2 separate regions of the Mus musculus genome follow, and region 2 is linked to region 1. The links are chromatin contacts, called in public HiChIP or PLAC-seq maps. All regions are on one chromosome and are shown on one strand. The core of a region is the stretch at or near the end of the contact, and the rest is flanking DNA. Distances in the headings are between cores, read along the strand shown.

Region 1 (3,679 bases), core at 871-3,370:
GGAAGGAAGGAAGAAAGGAAGGAAGAAAAAAGCTTCTCTTTTGAGGCTGGAGCAAGGCACCGATACAATGTATCCATATGTCATTAGCAGCCATTTTATTGCTATGTTCCTTTGGCAGAATAATGGTAGTGGGTTTTCCCGTAGGCCCATGACATATCTAGTCTCAGATTAGAAATCTGCTCATCCGTGCTCATTGCTGCTCTGTTCATAATAGCCAGAAATTGGAAACAGCCTGGACGTCCATCAGCTGATGAACGAGTAATGAAAATGTGATACATTTACACAATAGAATATAATTTGGCTGTTAAGAAAAATGAAAATCTGAAATTCACAGGTAAATGGATGGAGCTAGGGGGAAAAAATCATCCCGAGTGAGATAACCCAGACCCAGGAAGACAGAGACTGTATGTTTTCTCTGGTGTGTGGATGTTAGATTCTAAGTTTTATATATGTGTGTTTCATTTCTACACAGAGGTTGGGAACAGAGTTCCACAGAGAGAGAAGAGGGGAAAGAGAGTGTATCCCAAGGAAGGAAAAGTAGAAGACAAAGAGGAAAACAGAATAAGAAAATAATACAAAGGGGTGGAGGAATACTGAGAGGGACAATGAACACTAAAGCCCTCTTGAAAACCCTTATGGGAACCAACTACTTTAAAAGCTTCCTAAAAATGCATACCTATATAAAAGAAATTTAGAATTGCTGTCTAATAGGGGAGACCATGTCCCAACTAAACATCTCATGCCATGAAGTAAAACCTTCAGTTCCTAGAATGGGTTACTCCAGAGACGTCTGTTATATAGATGGTCCCCCAGACATTTAGGCTATTGCCAATGCTGCTGGTTACCCTCCACAGCCTGACGGTAGGCACTGCTCCTGAGGACACCACCTACTCAAGGCACAGCATGTGGAGAAACTGAGCAGCCCTTACTGAGCAGTGCTCATAGTGCTGAGATGCAATACACGCACTATTGAAGAAAAGCAATCATCTGGGTCGCCTAGTGACCTGTCTGTGGGATAATCCCACTGCTGTCATCATGGCACAGATGTTATGGGAGGAACCAACACTCTTGGCTTGGACTTAAGATCCACTGTATAGGATGGAGCCATACATCTCACTGTTACTGGGACCAAGAACTTAGCATTAGTCTTCTATAGGTCTAAATCTCCAGACAGGAGGAGGGAGAGTCATGTCCCTGTCTGAGATCCTGGAAAGTAGTTCCTAGATGCAGAGGCTGGAGCAGGAGCTGACTGGAGGAGGAGAAGGGGGTGGCCTGTACCTTGTTCTCTGATGATAAGGTCTTGCTTCTGATGAGACAAGGCATAGATTCTGGGATGGGCTCTCTATTTCTGTCTGTCTTTATATATCTCTCTGTTTCTGTCTCTCTCTATCTCTCTGTCTGTGTCTGTCTCTCTATCTCTCTGTAGGTTTCTCTCTCTCTCTGCATGCATGTGTATGTATACATGTGTGAGTATATGTATATATATGTGTGTGTGTGTGATTGCATGTTATGAGTTTATGTGTGTATGCATACATATGTGTGTATGTATGTGATTGTGTATTGAGTTCATGTGTGTGTGCATGTGCATACACATGTGTATAAAAGTGTGTGTTTGTATATATGTATGTGTGTGATTATGTGTTATGAGTTCATATGTATTTGAGTGTGCACACATGCGTGCCTGTGAATGTAGAGACCAGAAGTTGCCTTATTAGGACAACTGACATATGTGCATCACGGCACTTGTGTATAGCGATCAGAGGACAGCTTGCAGGAGTTATTTCTCTTCTTTCTCCTCTACTGTGGAGTTTTTAATGATCAAACTCAGGCTTGATGAAGCACCTTTACCAGCTCAGTCATCTTGATGGCCCCCTATGTATCTTGAGACAGGGCCTCTCACTGAACCTGGAGTTCATCAACTAGGTTGATCAGTGAGCTCTGGGTACCCGATGGTCTCTTCCTTCCCTGAGCAGACACATGCTACTGTGGTGGCTTTTATGTGGATGCTGGGAATACAAATTGAGGTCTTCACGCTTACATAACAGGCACTGTACCAACAGCTGTCTCTCAACCCCAGGCTGGTATTGCATATGCTTCGACGTGAGTGAGCACCGTTGGGCTGAGAGCTCAGGATGGGAAACACAGTGATCCTTGGAAGAGCTAAAAATAAGCGTTGGCTCTGGAAGACACTGGGAGTTGGAGAAGCGTTTATAAAGATGGCTCTCTGACAACATCCACTCTGCTTGTCTTTCAATCGTGTCTAAACTGTTGGTTAGCACCAATATGAGCAGGCATGGCGCCCACCCTTCTACAATGCCCAGTAAGATCAAGGCTTAGTTTCTGCTTCCTGAGACACAGCAGTGTGCAGTGTAAGCAGAGGAGGCTGCACAAGTCACTGCAGAGATGCCATCTCAACCCCAGCACGGTCATGGCTGTGACCGTGAGTCAGGCTTCCTAGGAGTGATTCTCTGAGTCCTTACAGGAGCTTGGATGAGACTGGTTCTGCTTTCCCTTTTCATTTGCAGATGGCAAGGTTTCTTGAGGCTGGTGAGGAATGAGATTTAAATCCAAACCCAGTCCCCAGGACTCTGAAGCCTGGCTGTTTCCACTGACCTTGGAACCCCCTAAAGGACTAATTCAGGACTATCGAGCAGACCCACCCTGACCTTGACCCTGACCCTTTCAGCCCCTCTGCTGCCTCCTCCTCTCCCACAGACACCTGAGCAGCGCATGCTGGTGGTTGGCTTCCGAGTTCCAGAGCACAGAACAGTAGAAGAGCTGAGAGGTGAAATCTCTCTACACCTTCCACACTGCCAGGGAGCATCCTGGCTGTGCCTGAGTATACCATCTTACGTTTTCCTCTCCCTCCCCAGTCCTTGGAAACTTCAAACCCCTGGTTCCCCAAACCAGCCAGGGACTAGAGCCATTTGAGGTGATGCTGCTCTTTTTGCCTCTCTTTATTGTTTGCTGGTGTTTGTGGGTGTTTTTTTCACACACACACACACACACACACACACACACACACACACACACACACACACCCTAGTTAGGAAGCAAAGGCTGTCTGTGGGTCCTGCAGTGGCATCAAACAGCAAAGGTGCCCTTCTGACCCTCCACTTCTGCCCATGGGTCACCTCTGCTTTATGTGCCCTGCTCCCTTTTCCTATTTTTAATCTCCATTTTGCAAAAGCTCAGAGCAAATGCCACATACACCCTCATTACATGGGGTATCCCACCCCAGGGGCTTCCCTCGTGTCAGGAGGACAGATAGACTGAGATGACCCCACAAAGAAGACCTGGAAGAAGGTGGTAGAGAGTCACCCCTATGAGGGGTGCAGACCCAGGGGTGGTACTTTGCAACATCCCCCCCAAGCTTCTCAGGACAGACATGGCAACAGCATCTACCTTACTGTGGGGTGTCAGGAACCTCTAATGTGGTTACTTGAAAGTAGCCCCTCCTGCCCATGCCTAGAAGACAGTAGACTTAATTCAGGATGAAGATGTATTGACTGGGAAAGTTGGACTAACACCTGACACTCTGCTGTTATGCTATAAGTGCTGTGAGCAGTCAGCATTGATTAGGCCCTTATTGCATACTAGACATCGTTTTAGGTTCTTGGAGTTCATCCCAGAAACAAAAGCACAGGTCTGTGGTCTTGTATGATTTAGGAGCAGCTAA
Region 2 (3,779 bases), core at 245-2,744, 340 kb before region 1:
AAGGCCAGTAGTGTGTTTAATTTATTTGTTCTTCATTAAATTCGCCAGCCTGCTTGGCATTGACCCACTGCCTAATATATGGCATAGTCAGGTCGTATATAAGCCCAAGTAGAGCTGTGGTGGGGAAGAGTGAAGTGCACGGCCGCCACCAACCTCCCCGCCACCGTCATAAAGATGCCAGGCCCTGAATGAATGGGGTTGTAATTTGGGACCCTGAGAGGGTCTCTGCACAGAGGTTTCTAATGACAAGGGCCAGGCACCCCATCTTCTGTCGGACACTGGCAGAATCAGGGTGAGTGGGAGTGGGGGAGGTCAGTTAAGGGGTGGAGGCGTGGGGCGTGGAGGGGTTGGGGGCGTGGAGGTGTGGAGGTATGGAGGCACGGAGGGGTGGAGTCACGGAGGCCTGGTGGGGTGTGTGGAGGGTCAGAGGTGTGGAGGTGTGGAGGGGCAGAAGGGTGGAGGAGCAGAGGGGTGGAGGGGCAGAGGGGTGGAGGGGCAGAGGGGTGGAGAGGTGGAGGCGTGGAGGCCCTCTAGGCTGGGGACATCTTGAGCACAGGAGAGAGCATGAGTAATAGGCAGCGCCTTCCCTGCTCCTGTTAGGGTATCTGTCTCTCTGCTCTTTCACTGCTGCGGGTCCACTCACAATTAGTGTCTATGAGAACCGGAAACAGTACAAAGGGATTTCACACCAACAAACAAAGGCCCTCCACCTCCTGTGTCCTGCTGCTCTCAAGGGAGACCGGGGTCTCGAACAGTACCTTTTCCTCCCCTAAGTGGGTTTGGTCACGGCACTTGTCACATCCTCAAAGCGAAACTTAGACTCCCTTCCTCCCCTCTTCTCCCATCGAGCCTCCTTTCTCTCTCTCCTTTCTCTTACCACTTTTGCCATTGCTGCTTCGTTTGGCTCTGTTGGTTGCTTCAGTTATTTTATGTGTATGACTGTCTCGCCTAAGTGTATGCCTGCATCACATGCTTGTCTGGTACCCTTGGGAGCCGGAAGACGGCATGGCATGCTCTGAAACTGGAGTTATAGATAGATAGCTGTGAGCCTCCACACAGGTGCTGGGAACTGAACCCAGGTCCTCTGCAAGAGCAGCAAGTGCTATCACACAGGGCACCGTCTCCCCACTCCCTATCTCCCTTCCTTCCACGCCTCTGTGTCTACAGGCTGTCAGGCCCCAGCTGCCCGGGGACACCACCTCATTGTCTCCACACTACACTACGAGGATTGCTGGTGGTGTGTTCAGTGCTCTGTTCCAGGCTGTGGAGTTGTCGTGAGCAGGGTCCGCATAGCTGTTTCATCCTCTTTCTCCATGTGACGCCAAGTCTGAGTTCCCACCCAAAGCCCTTTGCTGGCACGGTAGATGGACAGCTGTGAGCTGTCATGTGACTAGGGAAGGGGGCAATTCCATCTCTCTGTCCTCGGGCCCAGGGCTCCTGAGGCCCAGCTCCTCCCTGTCCCCCTCTTCCCACGTGCTTCTTAAGGCCAAATCTGCGCCTGTCCGCCCTGTCCCAGCTGGTGGCTTGGCTTCTGGCCCAGCAGCTGTGCAGTAGGCCTATTCTGGGCCACAGGCGAGGATTTATTCTGCATTTTCTGAGCATATTGAATTCATTCATTAAGCTGGGATGGCTGTTCTGGGATGGAAACAATTAGAAGTTTCTGAAAAATGAACTCCCCGAAGTGGCTGGGGCTAGAAGGCAGAGCTCCCTGCAGCTCCAGGCCTCGGGGGTGAGTGGGGAGGTGGCAGCGTGAGGGCTCTGGGGTTCGGTGTGTCAGAGAAGGCTCTGTGCTTTTAGACTCTGTTTCTCTGAATAATAGTGGAAGCTGATGTCCCTTAGTGGTTGCCCGGTGGGAAGTGCTGCTTAAGCAATTTTACTCCCACGCAAAGTGCTGCTGATAGTACTGATGGTGGTGTTGATGGTTGTGAGGTGGTGCTGATGGTGGTAATCAGGGTCCTGGTGATGCTGATGGCAGTGATGGTTATGATAATGGTCATAACATTGATGCGGCTGATTAAGTAGTTTCTAACGGATGTATTGAGCGACCCAGGCGGCCTGCTGTTGCAAAGAGCATGTGGCTGTTGAAAGGTTGTAGTTTGATGTCCCTCCTGGTGTCCGTTTTTCTAGCAGAGTGGCCTGGGACAGGTCACTCAAGGCTCTGCTATTGGTCCGCTGTCATCCTCTATGACACCCTCTGGCTGACGACTCCCTGAGTCCCCTGTGAGGCTCTACCTCATGAGTCTGCCTTTACTCTTAAATGGCCAGTGTTCTGGAAAGCAGCCAACCCATTTTACAGATGAAAAGACCAAGGCCCAGTAAGAGATATTGTTTGAGATATCACAGCTAGGCTGAAACAGTCTTAGGACATCTGACCTCTGGCTCTTCCCACAATCTCCCTGTGGGAGCCATGAAGGGTCCCTGTCACCTATCGCCCCCTGGTTGTGTCATTTTGGGAGACCTCCCCAGGGACTATTCCTTCCTCTTGTGAATTCTCAGTGTACAGGGTACACTAGAGACCCTGAGAAATCCTACACCAAAGCAAGCCTGCTGGGGTCAGTCTGAAGTCACCCCACCTGCATTTCCCACGGGACTGTCACCTCCCAGAACAGCTTGTGTAACTCCGCAGCAGTTTCTAGATGGTTCTCTGTGCAGATGTGTGCACAGCAGAGATGATGCTGGTGCCTGCTTCCTCCAAGGCAGAGGGAGCCACGTGGGTGGGTAGGGCCATGTTGCCTGTGGGTGGAGCAGGAAGCTCTTTAAGAGTGGGGGAGGGGTCATTTCCCACGGTGCCTGTGATAGCCCTTCTAGATAGAGATGTTGTTCCCAGATGTTTCCTTGGTTGGCCTTTTGCTCCCGATCCCTCTTTTCTGAGGGTGGATGGTTCAGGTGAGGAGCAGGTCATGGCTTCGGTGTAGAGCTGGTGCCCACAGCCTTGCTACATCTCCACACACGCTCCCCTCTGATCTCTGCAGGCCTCATTTTGAGAAAGATGGCAATGGAGGGTTAGACAGTCAACCTCACTTCTCAGGGCATTGCCTGGCACCAGGTGGTGGTGGAGGTGGGATTTGAACTGGCCTGCTTTGTCTCCAGAGCCAACTCCTTCTTGTGGCAGAGCCACAGCCCTGGCTTATCTCCTCTCTGCAGGTGGCCTCCGTCTTCTCTGGGCTTCAGAATTGTAAATCTCTGTGTGAGGCAGTGGGAGCCAGATGCTCTGGCATTATAAATAAGTCCCATAATGTTGAGTAATTCAGGAACAGCTCAGCTATTGTTGGAAGGAGGAACAACTCGGTTATTAATAAATGCAGGAGGTCACGGTAATTGATAGCAATTGAACCCACGGTGCGCAGGGACAATAGCTGTGCCATTGTCAGCTTGTGTGCATGCTCTCTCCCTCCTCCCTCCTTCCTCTGTCATCCACTTCCTTCTCCCTCCTCCCTCCCCCACCTCCTTTGCTGCTTCCTTCCCTGTCTCCCTCCTCCTCCCCCTCCTCCCCCTCCTTCCCCTCCGTCCTTTCTTCTCTGTCCTCCTCCTCCCTCTTCCTCCTCCCTTCTCTGTCTTCCCTCTCACTCTCCCTTCTCCCTCCCTCCTCTGTCCCCCTCCCTCTCTCTCCTTCTTTCCTTCTCTGTCCTCACTCTCCCTCCTCCCCCCCCCTTCCCCTCTTCTCTCTCCTTCTCCCTTACAAACCTTGCCTCTGAGAGTAGATTTGAGTCCCAGACTCTGCAGCCTCAGGATCTGCGCTTACTCCTGCCCTTCTCCCTCTCAGTCCTCCTCTCAGTCCT

Evidence for each region. HiChIP or PLAC-seq counts read pairs in DNA pulled down with a chosen protein or histone mark.
Region 2: an H3K27ac HiChIP or PLAC-seq map of SST interneurons shows a contact between it and region 1, with 9 times the contacts expected there. The contact joins two enhancer-like sites. A contact is called at or near these places in 6 of 484 Hi-C or Micro-C datasets (all in embryonic stem cells), 6 of 115 datasets of contacts at active chromatin or transcription factors (SST interneurons, embryonic basal ganglia, embryonic midbrain and 1 more) and 1 of 9 other capture datasets (embryonic stem cells).

What each region holds. Positions count from the first base shown.
Region 1 is chr5:112,509,047-112,512,725 of GRCm38.p6, reverse strand. The region is part of intron 1 of Sez6l (seizure related 6 homolog like); the gene reads left to right. Among named protein-coding and RNA genes, the nearest start is that of Gm42160, 34 kb to the right of the region's middle. Within about 2 kb of position 2,120, at least 16 of the 459 cell types and tissues checked have an H3K27ac peak or open chromatin away from gene starts, as enhancers often do. A contact at or near this core is called in SST interneurons, where this site is marked.
Region 2 is chr5:112,851,091-112,854,869 of GRCm38.p6, reverse strand. All of the region lies in intron 12 of Myo18b (myosin XVIIIb), which reads left to right. Among named protein-coding and RNA genes, the nearest start is that of Myo18b, 43 kb to the left of the region's middle. Within about 2 kb of position 1,494, at least 71 of the 459 cell types and tissues checked have an H3K27ac peak or open chromatin away from gene starts, as enhancers often do. A contact at or near this core is called in SST interneurons, where this site is marked.